2 separate regions of the Pan troglodytes genome follow, and region 1 is linked to region 2. The links are chromatin contacts, called in public HiChIP or PLAC-seq maps. All regions are on one chromosome and are shown on one strand. The core of a region is the stretch at or near the end of the contact, and the rest is flanking DNA. Distances in the headings are between cores, read along the strand shown.

What was found. HiChIP or PLAC-seq counts read pairs in DNA pulled down with a chosen protein or histone mark.
Region 1: an H3K4me3 HiChIP or PLAC-seq map of stem cell-derived excitatory neurons shows a contact between it and region 2, with 2.6 times the contacts expected there. The contact joins the promoter of RPAP1 here to the promoter of MAPKBP1 in region 2.

Annotation. Positions count from the first base shown.
Region 1 is chr16:33,509,594-33,513,614 of NHGRI_mPanTro3-v2.0_pri, forward strand. It overlaps RPAP1 (RNA polymerase II associated protein 1), which reads right to left and starts at 2,451. Exons shown (of 25, transcript XR_010151354.1): 1 at 2,365-2,451.
Region 2 is chr16:33,740,205-33,744,178 of NHGRI_mPanTro3-v2.0_pri, forward strand. MAPKBP1 (mitogen-activated protein kinase binding protein 1) reads left to right here and starts at 1,285. Exons shown (of 31, transcript XM_063794778.1): 1 at 1,285-1,458; 2 at 2,021-2,243. The coding sequence starts at 2,130.

The DNA of each region.
Region 1 (4,021 bases), core at 1,201-3,700, 230 kb before region 2:
CTGTCTCAAAAAAAAAGTGCTGAATGACACATTTCCTTACTTTTTCTTCATCTACTTCTAAGCAGGATCAGATCTAATAACTAAGCCAGCCTTGGAAACCCCTCCCAACACAGGGGTTGGGGGCAGGCTAAAGGGGTAGAAATGGTGGAACAATCACATGACGGTGTGACCTTAAGAATATTATCAAAAAATTTTTTGAGAGTTTACTCTGGGCTGAGCGGTGTACAAGGGGCTGTAAATATAAAGAAATGGGAGTAAAATCCAGTCCCTGGGTTCAAGGGGCTTACTGGGGAGACAGAGACCATGCCGAAATGCTGGGTCTTTTAATAATTTCCCACTTCATTATCTCTCTTTGCCCACACAAGTCTAGAAATTCCAAAGGTTTACAGTTTAAATGATGTCTCCAAGATTGTAAAGGTCTTCCTTTGGTCAATGATGTACCCAAAGTTGGGGTGAGAGAATATGGTAAACACACATATAAATTTACAAGGCAGTACATCCCAGTGATGAAATTAATTGCATAGAAGATCAGTGCTACACGATTTCAGAGGTGGGAAAAATCCCTAAAGGTTAAAAATAGAGGTCAATATTGAAAGAGAAAACTTAGATAAGTAGAGAACTGAAGGAAGTGGATGAAGTGAGCAAAGACCTGTCTACAAAATTTCATCTTAAATTTGGCATAGAACTTGTATTAATTACTATTTGTAGCATGACAACAGCGAAGTATACAGATGTGCCTTTTCCTGGATGGGAGGTAAACAGTATGAAAATGGACTGCCTGTGTTCAAATCCAGGCTCTGCCATTTACTAACTGTGTAAGCTTAAGCAAGGTATTTTACTGAAGTTACTGTGCTTGTTTCCTCATCTGTAACATGAAGATAACTGTACCTACCTCCTGAATTAATTATATATATGTAAGAAGATTAGAACAGAGTCTCATACATGAAAGGACACAAACGCCAGTTATGATTCTTATTATTTATATAGCCAAAGGGCAGATAACCATATCTAATTGTTGGGCAGTCTGGCCAACAAACAAGGAAAAAGTCTCCTACCCCAGTGCCTACCCAAAGGCCCTAAGGAAGGCTGAACTAGATGAACTGAGAATCCATAGTATGTTAACAATTCACTCCTGTAAGAGTCTACATAAGCAGAAACAATTCCTACTTATCCATGGATTCATGTGATCCAAAAGCAAAGTCCAGCTCACTTCACAAGGTGCGCCATACCTACATCACAAAGAGAGCCAGGGGGTTATGGGCACCAGTTTTGGAATCAATAGGCCAGAAGTCAAATACCAGTTCCGCTACTTACTAAATGCACTAAATGTGCGAAATTAGGCAAGTTATCAATGCTGTCCTTTTTTTTTTTTGAGACAGATTCTCCCTCTTGTTGCCCAGGCTAGAGTGCAATAGCACGATCTCGGCACACTGCAACCTCCGCCTCCTGGGTTCAAGTGATTCTCCTGCCTCAGGCTCCCGAGTAGCTGGGATTACAGGCGCCTGCCACCACGCCCGGCTAATTTTTTGTATTTTTTTAGTAGAGACGGGGTTTCACCATGTTGGCCAGACTGGTCTCGAACTCCTGACCTCAGGTGACCCGCCCGCCTCGGCCTCCCAAAGTGCTGGGATTACAGGCGTGAGCCACCGTGCGCGGCCTCTATGCTGTCTTAAGTCCCGTTTCCACAACTGTAAAATGTGAGTAACAGGTCCTATATAATAGGAAATGTGTGAGGATTTAAATGACTATACACGCAAAACGCCTAGCCCAGTGCCTGTTACTTATATAAATAAACCTCAGTAACAATTATTTTAGTCCTAAGTAAAGCCACCAGTGTGTTTCCCCACAAATCCAGCGCAGATTTGTCCAGAACCAATCAGTGCTAGAAGTGATAACATTTTCAGTTATTAATAGAATAAGAATGGGTTGGCCGGGCGCGGTGGCTCACGCCTGTAATCCTAAAGAGTAATGCCTAAAGAGTAACTCGTAAAAAAAAGTAGTCCTAACAATGGACCTCTGGGTTTATGTTGGCCTCTGAGGAGTCTCTGGGGCTCTTACATTGCAGCCTATCCTCCAGAGCCAGGATCCAATCCCGACTCGGGACACGTGACTGCCCTTACCGCTCAGGTCAAGGGCTCCAGTTAAGCCTCCTGGACCACCCAACTCTACAATGAGGAATCACCGAGTCGCAGCTTTCGCCGCCCGTTGAAGGGCCATGCCCGAGATCTATGCACAGAGGAGGCCACAGTTGCTCCCTTACAGACCAAAGGCCCGCAGGCAGGTTCCAACAAAGAAACTGGACACGCTACCCTGGGTCCTCCTCCCAGATCACCTGAAATCCGTCCCTCCAGCCCCGCCACCTACGTGCTCCAGGCCTGTCTGGTCGCCGCCATCTTGCCCCGCAGAGATCGCGTTTCCGCCTCCGCCAGATTCCAGCTTCCGCCCCGCAGGCCAGCCCCGCCTCTCCCGGGCTTATCTCGAAGCATTCTGGGCTTTGCTTGTTCAGTGCAGCGGACTGGTGAGCGCGGTGCTGCACGGCTGGCGGTTTATTACCCCCACGTAAGCTCTATACCATCACCCAGAACACACATCCTTTTTTTTTTTTTTTTTTTTGAGACAGAGTCTTGCTCTGTCGCACAGGCTGGAGTGCTGTGGCGCAATCTCGGCTCACTGCAACCTCCGCCTCCCGGGCTCAAGCGATTCTTGTGCCTCAGCCTCCCGAGTAGCTGGGATTACAGGTGCCCGCCACCACGTCTGGCTAATTTTTGTATTTTTAGTAGAGACGGGGTTTCACCATGTTGGCCAAGCTGGTCTCGAACTCCCGACCTTAGGTAATCCACCCGCCTCGGCCCCCCAAAGTGCTGTGATTACAGGATGTGCCACCGCGCCTGGCCCACACATCCTTCTGATGTACAGCAGGCACAGCCCCTTCTGCACATACGACACCCCTGGCAGGGACACAGCGTTCCTCAGACGTCCCTCTGCACTCACCAGCCAGTGTTACCACATCCCACATCCCAGCACCCATGCCCACGGCAGCACACAGAAACGTGGACACACACACACACCCCAACGTGACAAATGTGTTTATGGACGAGCTAGAAGGTAACCATGAAAAAGGCCCAAGGAAAGAACACTGCCAGTGTGCACTGCAGAAATAGTGGTGGTGAGAAGAGAGGGAATAAAACTTCCTTGCTAGCAAGGTTATCATCTTCTCCAGAATCTTGCCTTTGTTCATCCCACTCTCCCTTCTTGGAAATCCTCCCTCTTTTCCCTGCCACCCCTGTCTCCAAAGGATAACTCTTTAAGGCCTAGCTGGCGTCAACTCTAAAACCTCTGCCAGCCACGCCTACTCACCAAACTTTCCTTGGATTCACCTGGACTCTTACCGCCTGCACCAGTTGTGTTGTATGCTAAGAACACACTGCCAACTACCAACTGTCACCGGTTACCTTTTCACAGGCATATGTCCTGTTCCCTTGAATAGACTGTCAGTTCCTTGTGGGCACCAGACCTTGTACTTTGCATCTAAATACTGAGCACCCAACGTGTTGCCATGCACATAGTAGGACCTTAAGTAAATCATTTCTAGACCGAAGGACTTCATGGGGCAGCCAATGTTAGTCCAGTGGCTTTCCAACTTTAGCAGGCACCAGAATCAACTGGAAGTCTTGTTAAACCAGATTGCTGGGGCCAGGCACAGTGGCACATGCCTATAATCCCAGTACTTTGGGAGGCTGAAGCTGGCAGATCTACCTGAGGTCAGGAGTTCGAGACCAGCCTGACCAACATGGTGAAACCCCATCTCTACTAAAAACACAAAAATTAGCAGGGCATGGTGGTGTCCACCTGTAGTCCCAGCTACTCAAGAGGCTGAGCCAGGAGAATCACTTGAACCTGGGAAGCGGAGGTTGCAGTGAGCCAAGATGGAACCACTGCACTCCAGATTGGGCCACAGAGCCAGACTCTGTTTCAAACAAAACGAAACAGATTGCTGGGCCTCAACCTCTGAGTTTCTGAT
Region 2 (3,974 bases), core at 35-2,534:
CATCTCCATGTCAACTTGTGAGCTTTACAAATCTAATTTTCAGTACGTGGCTACAGTATACACAAGCAAATATGTGCTTTGCCACTTGGCTCTAAAGGCTCACCGTTGTACACAAGCAATGAGTTTAGGGGTTCTTCCCTCTTGTTATCACATGTCATCTCCACAGGGTTTCAAAAGATCTGGATAGGGTGAGACAGACACACCAGTGTAGTACTCCCTTGGGTCCCTTGTCTTTGGCTTAGGCTTTTTCATAAGGTATAATAATTTGTTAGAGGTTCTTCCCTCTTGCAGACACATGTCATCTCCACAGGTATTCAAAAGATCTGGATAGGGTGAGACGGACACACCAGTGTACTATTCCCTTGGGACCCAAGTCTCTGGCTTAGGCTTTTTCATAAGGTAATTTCTTGTGGTAGTAGTCAAGTGGAGAATACTCAGGAAATACTATTTCATGTAACATTTCCGTGTATTCCCTCTGCCTCCCCCGACATGAGTTAGAAAAACTACCCCTCGATCTATATCAGCAAGCTCGACAGTGACCTCAGCAAGGAACAGCCCTAGATAAAAGGATTCATAAGTAAATGGAACGAGGAAAAGATCTAGAGCAACGAAGTCCTGGTCAGCTTTAGGTGAGGAAGCACAATGGGATGTTGGAGGCTAAAGAAGCCATGAAACCTAAAGTATTATAACATAGCATATGCACTTCTCTTCTCTTTCCCCCGCACGCCCAAAGCTCTGTTCAAGGCCACCCTTTCCCCTTTCATGATGACCAGGTTGCCCAGTGCAAAAATACTCTTCTTAGCTATTAAATTGCATTACTCAGAATAATCCTTTCCACGTTGAGTCTACGTGCCGGACTGGCTGCGAGCAGAAACTACTTCAGTCGCTTTAAATCTCAACACTTGTGGTCGCTGGGAGCAGAGCTTTTAGGCTGTAGCTCAGTCTTGTAATTCTGAGCTAGGAGTTTCAGCTACGGTCCCTCGGGCCTATCAGATGACAACCTTAACACCCTGGAGGCGTGGTTATCGTCTTGGGGCTCTGGGAAGTGCAGTTCCATGGGGGACCAGGCCTGATAATACCATAAAAGGCTTGGTTCTCTCAATTCTGAAGCCATGTTCTGTTGACCTTCCTCTAAAAGCGGTACCCGCAATTGTGCGGATTCCGTGGTTCCCTAGTCCCAAGCCGTCTGCTTCCTGGGCCCTTTCATTGGCTCCGCCCCCGTAAACCTTGCTCGTCCACTCTGGAAGCGCTCTCCTGACTACAGGCCGCGCCCCTCGCGTCGGCTCCGCCCACCCAGCCCGCTGCTTGGCCCAGGCGGTAGTTCGCGTTTTGAGCCGATCGTGCCACCATAGCTCCTGCTGCTGCCTCTGCCGCTGCGGCTACCGCGGCGGAGCAGAAATTGCCGAACGCGATGCCCGAGGGCGCTGTGAGCAGGGTGGCCTTAGCTCACCGAGGCTGGTGAGGCTGGGCCCGAACGGGGGCGCTGACGAGTAGCAGGGGCCTCAGAGGCGGGTGAAAGATAAAGGTCCAGAGCCGCTGTGGAGGGCGGAGAGCGAGCTCTGGAGGATAGGGAGTGGGGGAGGGAGGCTCCCGTGGCAGAACGAGTTGTGGGCTACGGCGAGCCCCGCCGCGCCGAGTCCCCGCCGGCGCTAGCGCAGGTGTCCAGGCCTGCGGAAATCCCTGGTGGTATCGGCGGCCTCCTCCCTTGGACACTACAGTTGCCATGGGAACAGTTGGGCATTAACGGGAACCAGATCGTCCACGAGACCAACTGGGGCCCATCCCATCCATCTCGCCAGTTAAACGCCTCTGGCGGGCGTGGGCCTGGCATTTCTTCGTGGCTTAGGATTTCCCCCCCCCTTTTTCGTGAGCCTTTCCTTCCGACGTTGTAAGAAACTGTGCAGGGCTAGAAGGTGGGGATGAGGGAAATGGTGAGAGCAATACCCAGAGGTAAAAGCTGCAGACTTCGCTAGGCAGAAGGTAAGACACTGTGATACTAAGGTGGCTTCTGCCATCTCAGGTCAGTGAGAGGGCATACTGGGAAGCCCTGTGGAGTGGGAAGACAGTGCCGCTGTTGAGACAAGACCCAGGACTGGGCCGGGGACTGTCCCAAAGGGTTTCTCGTCATAATGGCTGTGGAAGGGTCAACCATTACCAGCCGGATCAAGAATCTGTTGAGATCTCCATCCATCAAACTGCGCAGGAGTAAGGCAGGAAACCGACGAGAGGACCTCAGCTCCAAGGTGAGTCCTGTTGGGATCCACCTCTTTCCAAACCCACCCTCTCCTGCTCCATGTTCCTCGTTAACCTTCCTGTTTCTTGGGAAAGATAACTAGAAGCCCTTGTTGACTCTAAAGGATCACATGTGATCTCTGCAGGCAATGATTTGGTTTTAGGTTGAAGGAAAAAGAGCAGCAGGGGTGAGCATGCTGAGATTCATCCATGAGAAGAGGTGAATAGTAGGAAGACCACCTGGGTTCAATTGTGGCCTCACTATACACTAAGCATGTGCTTGGGAAGCCAGTTGATATGCTATGACTCAGTTTCCCTTCTTGGGAGAGGACAGTAGGAACACATACCTTGTGAAGGGCTAAGCTGTGACTAATGTAGCTGCAGGTGTTAACGTAACAGCTGGGGTTATGTAAGACTGTAGTGGCAGAAAGAAATATGCTAAAACACCTAGTCAGAGTTACTGGCTTGGTAATTGCTCTTGCCTACGGTGAAAACAAATTTTTTTTGTCTCTTCAAGAGGCTAACTGGAGCCTTTTGGCTTCTTAGGAATAACATGCAAGAAGCCAGATATCTGTCAGCAAAACAGTTCTGGATGGCCCTTCAGCATTGCTTATCTCATTCACTGTATGCCAAGAGCCACATCCCACTCAGCTGCAGATGATCCTCAGAGGCAAAGTTCCTTTCCATAGCTTCACTTGTCTGGGTTTTGGTCCTTATGCTTTTTCAACTAAATAAACCCCACAACTTTGGGAATCCAGAAGTAGACGACATTTATTTAATCCCTTGAGGGAATCCAGGGCTTTACTCCCACAGGATCAGATCAGATTTTGTGTCTTATTAGTAGCCTGTAAACACAATAGGGTTGTGAGGTACAAGGTTGTTACAGGGAGAGGCATTTGAGACCACAGCATTGTATTGCTTTGCCTGTATCTCTTCAGTGATGAGTAAATCCCATGAAGAATGATTTAGAATGCCACTGTACAAATGGCAGGGTTCTGGGAGGACTTAGTTCAGCCCTGTGTTCCTTAGCAGAACTTTGAGTAGATTTGGTAAGAAGGTGAAGAGCTTTCCTGTATATTTCAGCAGAAGTTGTGTTGAATCACAGTTTGCTACAAGGTTTTGTGATGGTGGACATTGTGACCCTTCCAAGGTCTCTTATTCATCATTGTTTCTATTCTCCTGAGGCAGGCAAAGAAGCCTGAAATGTAGAAATTGCCTTAGATATGACTCTGTTCATTCTTAATACTGCAAGTGCTCTTATTCTTGGCTGGTAGCTTGGCAGTGACCAGCACTGTTAGAGCAATCTTCTCCAATCTTTGGCCTCTTTTTCTGGCCAGGAATGATATATGTAGTAGAAACATATAATGAGAGTTTAGCCTTCATTGTTAATTCTTACTGTAATTTTGGTCTGGAATCCAGAAAGTATAGTTGCCATTCTTTAAGACTTCCAATATCATCCATTATTAATGCATTTAACAAGTGTTTATTGAGTGCCTATGAAGTGTGCAGTCAGTGATGGGTAAAACATTACCCTTGCCATCAAAGAGCTTATGGCTAGTCAGACATGTAAACAATTAAAACACGGTGTGGTAAGTGCTGCTGTAGAAGTATGTGTACGTTGTTAATGGAAGCACAGGGGAGGCGACCTAAGTCAGTTCAGAGGAATTAGGAAAGGCTTCACAGGCCAGGCATGGTGGCTCACCCCTGTAATCCCAGCACTCTGGGAGGCCAAGGCGGATGGA